Linked DNA regions of Sus scrofa: region 2 is linked to region 1. The links are chromatin contacts, called in public HiChIP or PLAC-seq maps. All regions are on one chromosome and are shown on one strand. Each heading gives the region's core, a stretch centred on a gene start, on an enhancer-like site or on the middle of the called end of the contact. The rest is flanking DNA. Distances are from core to core; before and after follow the strand shown.

Region 1 (3,362 bases), core at 641-3,140:
CACAAACCACTGAGCCTTTACTGAGTGCTCGTTTTGTACAAGTTCTGAGCCTGAAGGAGGAGGCCCTCTGAAGGGAGGGGAGGCAGGAGCTGGAAATTTTAAGTAGTAGGAGGAATTACATTGGAATGGTAAGGCCCTTTAAGAAGTGGGAATGGGGTGAGCAAAGGCATGGAAGTAGGAAGGTATAAAGTATGTTACAGGGAAGAGTTTGGTTAGAACAGAGCATTTACAACAATGAATAAATTAACATACATTCATTAGGCATCTACTATGTACTGGACACTGTTCAAGTTACCTGGATGAGGTTGGTGAACAAAAATCCCTCCTCCATGGACATTGCAGTAAATAGCAACAACATAAATAATAGCTCACATTTATTGAGAGCTTACTACATACCTGGTACTATTTTAAATACTTTATTCATTTTATCTTCAAAACACCCATATAAAGTAGGTATGGTTATTATCTCTAGTCCACAGATGAGGAAGCACTGACACTGAGTGGTGGAGGCAGAATTCAAACCCAGGGCCCATGCTCTGACCATGACACTCTGCGACCCTCAGTGAGAAAGGGTGAGAAGTCAGGTTGCTGGGTAACATGGGCTGGTCCAGAGGGCAGCAAATGTTGGACAAGGGGACCCAGTGCCTTTATAAGATTAAACTGGGGGCATGTGGTTGGAAAGATTTGGGAGTTCGGGGGGAAATGCAGCCCCCTGGCCTCATTGAAGAGGTGGGAGAAGAGTGAAGAGAAAGAAGATTAAGTACATAGGGCTTGGAATATTCCTTAGGCCATACCTTCTCTGGAATTAATGAACTTGGTATAAATTGTTCCCTCCCCATCTAAGAGGCCACCAGTTCACTGTGGATTATTATTTGTATTATTATTAATTGCAATTCATGAGGGGTGAAGAGGCCTTTCTGGTGGGTCAAGCCCTGAGCCAAAAACAAGGCGGCTCAAAGGGTCTCCCAGACTTGGCCAGAAGACAACGATGCTTTGCGCAGCATCCAGCCTCAGGCCCTCTCTCCAAACTCCCTCAAACCCAGTGTTCAGGTGAGCCACAGCCCCACCCCCATTCTCTCCCATCCCCTGCTCTGCAGGTCCCTTCACATTTCTTCATCAGAAATCCCAATGCCAGCCCCTCTTGGTGGCCAGCTTGCAGCTCCCTGTGCACGGCTGGAGCCACACTTTTGTGTGGGTGGTACCACTGCTTTTGCCTCCCTGTCTGCCAACCACTGCCATGCCTGCTCCAGACACTTAGAAGCACAAGCCAGATCCTTGTTTCAACCTTTTCCAGTTTTCATCCATGTTTCCTGAACGGATATAAAATTTCATTCTGGTTTAGGTAAGAGCAGCCAACTTTATTTTGGCTGCCACCACCCGCTGCTGCCAGTGCAGCCTCTTGGAGTGCCCCTCCCTGCACCTGCATGCACACCCTCTTGGCTGCATAGTTTGGCCAAGCCTTCTCCTTCCTGGATTCTGCCTCGGGGAAAGGCCCTGATCACTGGAATCCCACAGAGGCCTAGTCCTCAGACACATGCCCCCACTTTGCGTCCCCTCCCCCTCCCCTCCCCATCTTAGCTCCACTCTGACCCTCAAAATGCCACTTGACTTCATGCATATACACTTTCCAGGGGTCACGTATTCCCGTGAGTTGGCAACAGTGTTAAGAGCGAATTTCCAGATTGCCCTTTAAGAGTGTCTTCAGTCAGGCTCAGCCCTTGAGGGCTGGGGATTCCTGCCTGGGAATTTTTCCAATATTCTGCCAGCTGTTTCTTCTCTTTCTGTGGTTTTATTATTTTTCTTTCTGTTCCAACTCCTCCTTTCGCTTTCAGTATGGCAGCTCAGGCCAAATGGTGGTAGAGGGTGGGGACCTGGCATTTGCTGAGGTAGGAGCTGTGGCCATGGTCATCTGTGCCAAGGGAGGGGATGTGATGAAGGAGGAAACGGGAGTGGAACAGAGGAAATGAGACCAGCAGCAGGGTGGCCTCTTGTTTTTCTGGTGATCTTCACGTCATTCAGCTCTGGGCATACGGCCTTGTCTCTTCCTGGCCCCTGTGAAAACTGCACATTTGCTACTTGGGAGGGTGACACATTAACCCAGTAACACCAATCCACTTGTCAGATGTGCTAGCTATTGCCTAACAGAGCAGAGACCAAGAAGAAGGGCACACGGAAAAGATAAGCTGTGAAGAAGAGTATGGGAAGGGTTGGGCACGTGGAGCACGTGTTTGGGGAGGTGCTGTGGCACTTCTGAGCAGGAAGAGGGTGCCAGATACCCCAGGTATTGGGTAAAATGGATGAACCTCTTTCACTACGTAATTAAGCTCCCAGAGGGTGGGTAGGGTGAGTAGGGTCCTTTGGTAAGGTCATTTCCCTAGTGTGATGCTGGCATCACAGCATTTGCTTGGGTTACTGGGTCTACAGAGTGGGTCTCCTGGAAAACTTCCTGATGGGACAGCCACTGGTCTCTACCTTTAGATAGAGATTAAATCCAGCAGCATGTAACAGAAAAGTAAAATAAGTGGCTTAAACCACAGAATGCTTTACTTGTCTTTCACATGTGTACAAGAATTGTGGAGACAGAGAGTCTTGAGCATTTTAAAAACAATACTTAAAGGAACTGAGACATCCAGGTACCCCTCACCTTCCTGACTCTACCTCAGGGACTTTTCCCAAGCAGGCAGCTCATCCTGTGTAGATTTTTTTCTTCTTATTTTTAAGGCCTTACCGAGGCATATGGAAATTCCCAGGCTAGGGGTTGAATTGGAGCTACAGCTGCTGGTCTAGGCCACAGCCACAGCAATGCAGGATCCAAGCCGTGTCTGCAACCTACACCACAACTCATGGCAGCACCAGATCCCTGACTCACTGAGTAAGGCCAGGGATCCAACCCTCATGCTCATGGATACCAGTCGGATTCATTTCTGCTGTGCCCCAGTAGGAATTCCCATCATTCTGTGTAGAGCTTGATTAATGTGCCCTGCATGGGCTTCCTTCCCTCCCTGCCTCATGGCTTCAGGGTCCCATGTGCTTCCTCGGCTCATCTCCCAAATTGTTATCAGGGGGACTCCCCAGCCAAGACACTAGTATTAGTGAGCACTTACTGCATTCAACATTTTATCTCATTTCTTCCTCAATCCTGTCTGGTGGGATGCCATTATTAAGCCCCATTCTAGAGTAAGGCTATAATGTGCTCAAGGGCACCCACCATTAGAGCCAAGACTCAAAAAAAGCTGATCATTTTGTGATATTTCCTTGGGATGTATTCCTAGACCTGAACCCCCAGGTCAGATCATGCATCTTTTCAGGCTTTTACTTGTTATGCTAAATGGCCCCTGGGTAAAGTCAAGCCTACTGCCCCT
Region 2 (3,362 bases), core at 465-2,964, 110 kb after region 1:
TCCTTAGGAGATAGGTGACAAGGGCCACCAAAAAGGGGGAGTCAGAAGTGTGCGGGGAATTGGCGGAAGCAAAGATCATTGCAGGAAGGCACTTGGTTGAAGGCTTCTCAGAGGAGGTGATGTTGGAGGCAGATGCTGAGGGACAGGAAGGATTTGGGCAAGAGAGATGGAGGGAGAACATTCCAGCCAGAGGAGATACTGCAGAGGAGGTTGGGGTGTCGAGGAGCACAGAACTGGGATCCGGTTTGATTACAGAACCACAGGGCGGAGCAGTAAGCTGGGCTGGCTGGAAGAGAGCCGAGGATGCCAAGTTAAATGTCTGAACATTACCCAGCAGCCAGCAGGGAACTCTGAGAACCTCTTTCATTTATTTTAGGGCCACACCTGTGGCTTATGGAGGTTCCCAGGCTAGGGGTCTAATTGGAGCTGCAGCTGCCGGCCTACACCATAGCCACAGCAACTCGAAATCCGAGTTGTGACCTACACCACAGCTCACGACAATGCTTGATCCCCTTGAGCGAGGCCAGGGATCGAACCCACACCCTCATGGATACTAGTCGGGTTTGTTACTACCGAGCCAAAATAGGAACTCCCTCTGACAACCTCTTAAGCTAGTAGGAAACAGGATCCCAGCAGGCTCCAGGATGCTGGGACCTGGTGGAGGTCCAGGCAGAGGGGAGAAGGAGGGACATCCAAGGGCGGTGAGGGGAGGGGATTACCTGGTTCAGCCACCTAATGGCTGTGTGAACTTAGGCAATTTTTAACCTCTCTGTGCCTCAGGTTCCTCATCTGTAATATGGGAATAACAAGTACCTGCCTCATAGAAAGGTATGGGGATTAAATGGGTCAATACCAGTAAAGTGCTTAGGACAGGGTGTGGAACGTAGCAATACCATGTAAGTGTTGCTATTTCTTACTGCTGCCGCTGCTATTTCCACCACCACCAGTTCAAGTGAGAGGGAACAAGGGTCTAGAAGGTGCTGGAACAGGTACTGAGCTAGGGCAAAACAGCATTATCCAGAGGTGACCACAGGTCTTGGGCCCTGGGTGTGGCCCTGGGAGGCAGGAGAGAGGGGGAAGTCAGGAGTGACCAGGGAGACACAGAGGAAGGAAGGGCTGGTTTTTGGGCAGAGGTGAGATGTTCAGGAGAGAGGGCTGGCAAGCAGGTGGAAATCGAGAGCCTGGGGAGAGAAGCCCAGAACACCTCCTCAGAGCCACCACAGACAAGAGGGCCACCCAGATGACACAGTGCTCGCTGACATGTTCATGGCACGTCAGGAACATGCCTCGCTAGGTAGACCATTGAGATGGAGGCACGTTGCAGCCCTGATGCTACACTGTGTACCAGGTCCCTGACCTGTCCCGTGAGGGTGTGGAACTTCAGGACTGACCACGTCTCAAACTTTTACTCGGGGAAATAGCCCAAGACAGCTGAACATGGACTCCTGGGGTTCTTCTGGGTGTTGCCCAAAGATGTGGCCACAAGCACATTTCTTTGAAGTCTTCTCTGTTATCTTTAAATTAGCCTCTGTGCCACATTTCTACTCTCTAATTATAACTGTTTTAATATTAAAGCACTGTCTTGTTCTCAGATCTTCATGTGAAGCGGGCAGTGAGCAAGCATCCTGTTTGTTCTGGGGTTTCGTGAGCAACCAGGCACACACCCCCTCCCCCACGCACCAGCCTGAGCGGCTGCACCTGAAGCTCCAGGCGCGGGATCAGCGCCCCCTAGGGCCCAGCCCAGCAACCTCCAACTCCTGGGCTGGAGTTTCTCCTAAGCCTCCTCCTGCCTGTCTCCTCACATCCCTAGGATCCCCAGGGCCCTCGGGGCATGTTGGAGTCCTCCCTCCTGTGCAGTGGGGTACTGGGTGGTCAAGGCAAGGGCTGGCCCTGGATACGCCAGGGAGTGAGACATCGCCCCCACCCCTGAGGACCCCAAGGTCTTTGAGGGAGTAGAAAGTATAATAACCGGTTAACAGGTGCGGGAGTGGGGGTCGGGGGCAGACAAGCACCGAGGAGAGGCATCTGCTTCAGACTTTGGGGAACAGTGGAGGCTTCTGGGAGGAGGAGCATCAAAGGCAGTCTCTAAGGCCCAGCAGAGCCGGCCAGGTGAAGAAGAAGAGTAAAGGGGGAAGGCGGGCAGCATGGATGAAGCCAGAGACTGAGCCAGCATGGAGGTTCAGGGAGCCTCTGGACATGGGGGTAGGTAAGGGGAAGGAGTCAGACCCTAGGGGCCCCTAGAGATGTGATGTGTGCGGCTACTTATAGATGCCCAGGGTGCATGTAGACTTCAGGTAGTGGGGGCATGGCATCGTGTGAAGGATCTTGGACTCACCTCGGAGGTAAAGGGCCCTGGAGAACCTCAGCAGGGGTGGAGGCTCCCCCATGCCCTGTGTGAGCCAGGTAGGGGGTAGAGGGGGGCTGGAGGGCTGGGGTGCGGGGCGGGGGTGAGATGCACAGCCAGTGTTAAGCAGGGCAGCAGCGTGCTCCGTGACCATCCTGGAGGAGGATTCAGGTTACTGGGTGAAGGACTAAAGGATGTAGAAAGGCCATTAGGGAGCTGTTGCAAACTGCTCCCCCCAGCAGGGGTGATGGTGCCAGTGGGGGTGGATGGGAATGAAGGGGACCAAAGTCAGCATACTTAGGTGGTAGGTGGAGTAGAGTTCAGTCGTGGCATGGGTGCGGGGGAAGGGCAGGAGCATCAAGGATGCCTCCTCAGGTGCCACAGCCCTGGGGTGACAGCACAGGAGAAGGAGTCGGTGGGCCAGCAGGAGAGGAAGGCTGCGGGCACATTTAGCCAGTGCGTTCAGTTTGGGAAGGCTGTGTCTGAGGAGCAGCCCAAAACAGCTGGCTATGCGAGTCAGACACCCGGGCAGATGCCAGGGCCTGAGATGAGGGTCTCTCCTGGCAGAAGCCCGTCGTTCTCTCTTCATGCAGTTCTGACTCTAGAAAGGCCTTCCTGGGCCCAAACTATCCTCCCACGGACCAGTGCACAGCGCAAGGCCTGCCCTGGAGCTGCCAGGGTTGGTTTAATTCCCTTTCTACCTGATATGGTTCCAATGTGTGAAGACAGCACGTCCCCTGGCCAGCACTGCAGTTTCGCTTGTTGATCACAAGGGAGCAGGGATCAACGACTGAGAAAACAAGTCAATCTAACATTTTCTGCTTTAAGCCTGAGAGATCATGGCCTCATCTGAGCCTGTCAAGCATTCTTAGAAGCCAGACTCCAAGAGATCTGACCCCTTTCCTTCCCATCCCTAAAAATCTCCTTAAAAAGGTCCAAAGACAGCGCCTGCTTCTCTCTGCCTGGGTGAGGGGACAGAGATGGCTCCATACTTTGTCCTTGCAGAAAACAAAGCCAT

The links. HiChIP or PLAC-seq counts read pairs in DNA pulled down with a chosen protein or histone mark.
Region 2: an H3K27ac HiChIP or PLAC-seq map of alveolar macrophages shows a contact between it and region 1. The contact joins two enhancer-like sites. A contact is called at or near these places in 1 of 5 promoter capture datasets (liver), 17 of 47 Hi-C or Micro-C datasets (alveolar macrophages, embryonic fibroblasts, epiblast stem cells and 9 more) and 1 of 2 datasets of contacts at active chromatin or transcription factors (alveolar macrophages).

The regions. Positions count from the first base shown.
Region 1 is chr7:32,314,986-32,318,347 of Sscrofa11.1, forward strand. All of the region lies in intron 1 of LOC102161912 (a long non-coding RNA gene), which reads right to left. Among named protein-coding and RNA genes, the nearest start is that of SRSF3, 27 kb to the left of the region's middle. Within about 2 kb of position 1,891, at least 35 of the 83 cell types and tissues checked have an H3K27ac peak or open chromatin away from gene starts, as enhancers often do. A contact at or near this core is called in alveolar macrophages, where this site is marked.
Region 2 is chr7:32,429,552-32,432,913 of Sscrofa11.1, forward strand. All of the region lies in intron 13 of CPNE5 (copine-5), which reads right to left. Among named protein-coding and RNA genes, the nearest start is that of RAB44, 59 kb to the left of the region's middle. Within about 2 kb of position 1,715, at least 2 of the 83 cell types and tissues checked have an H3K27ac peak or open chromatin away from gene starts, as enhancers often do. A contact at or near this core is called in alveolar macrophages, where this site is marked.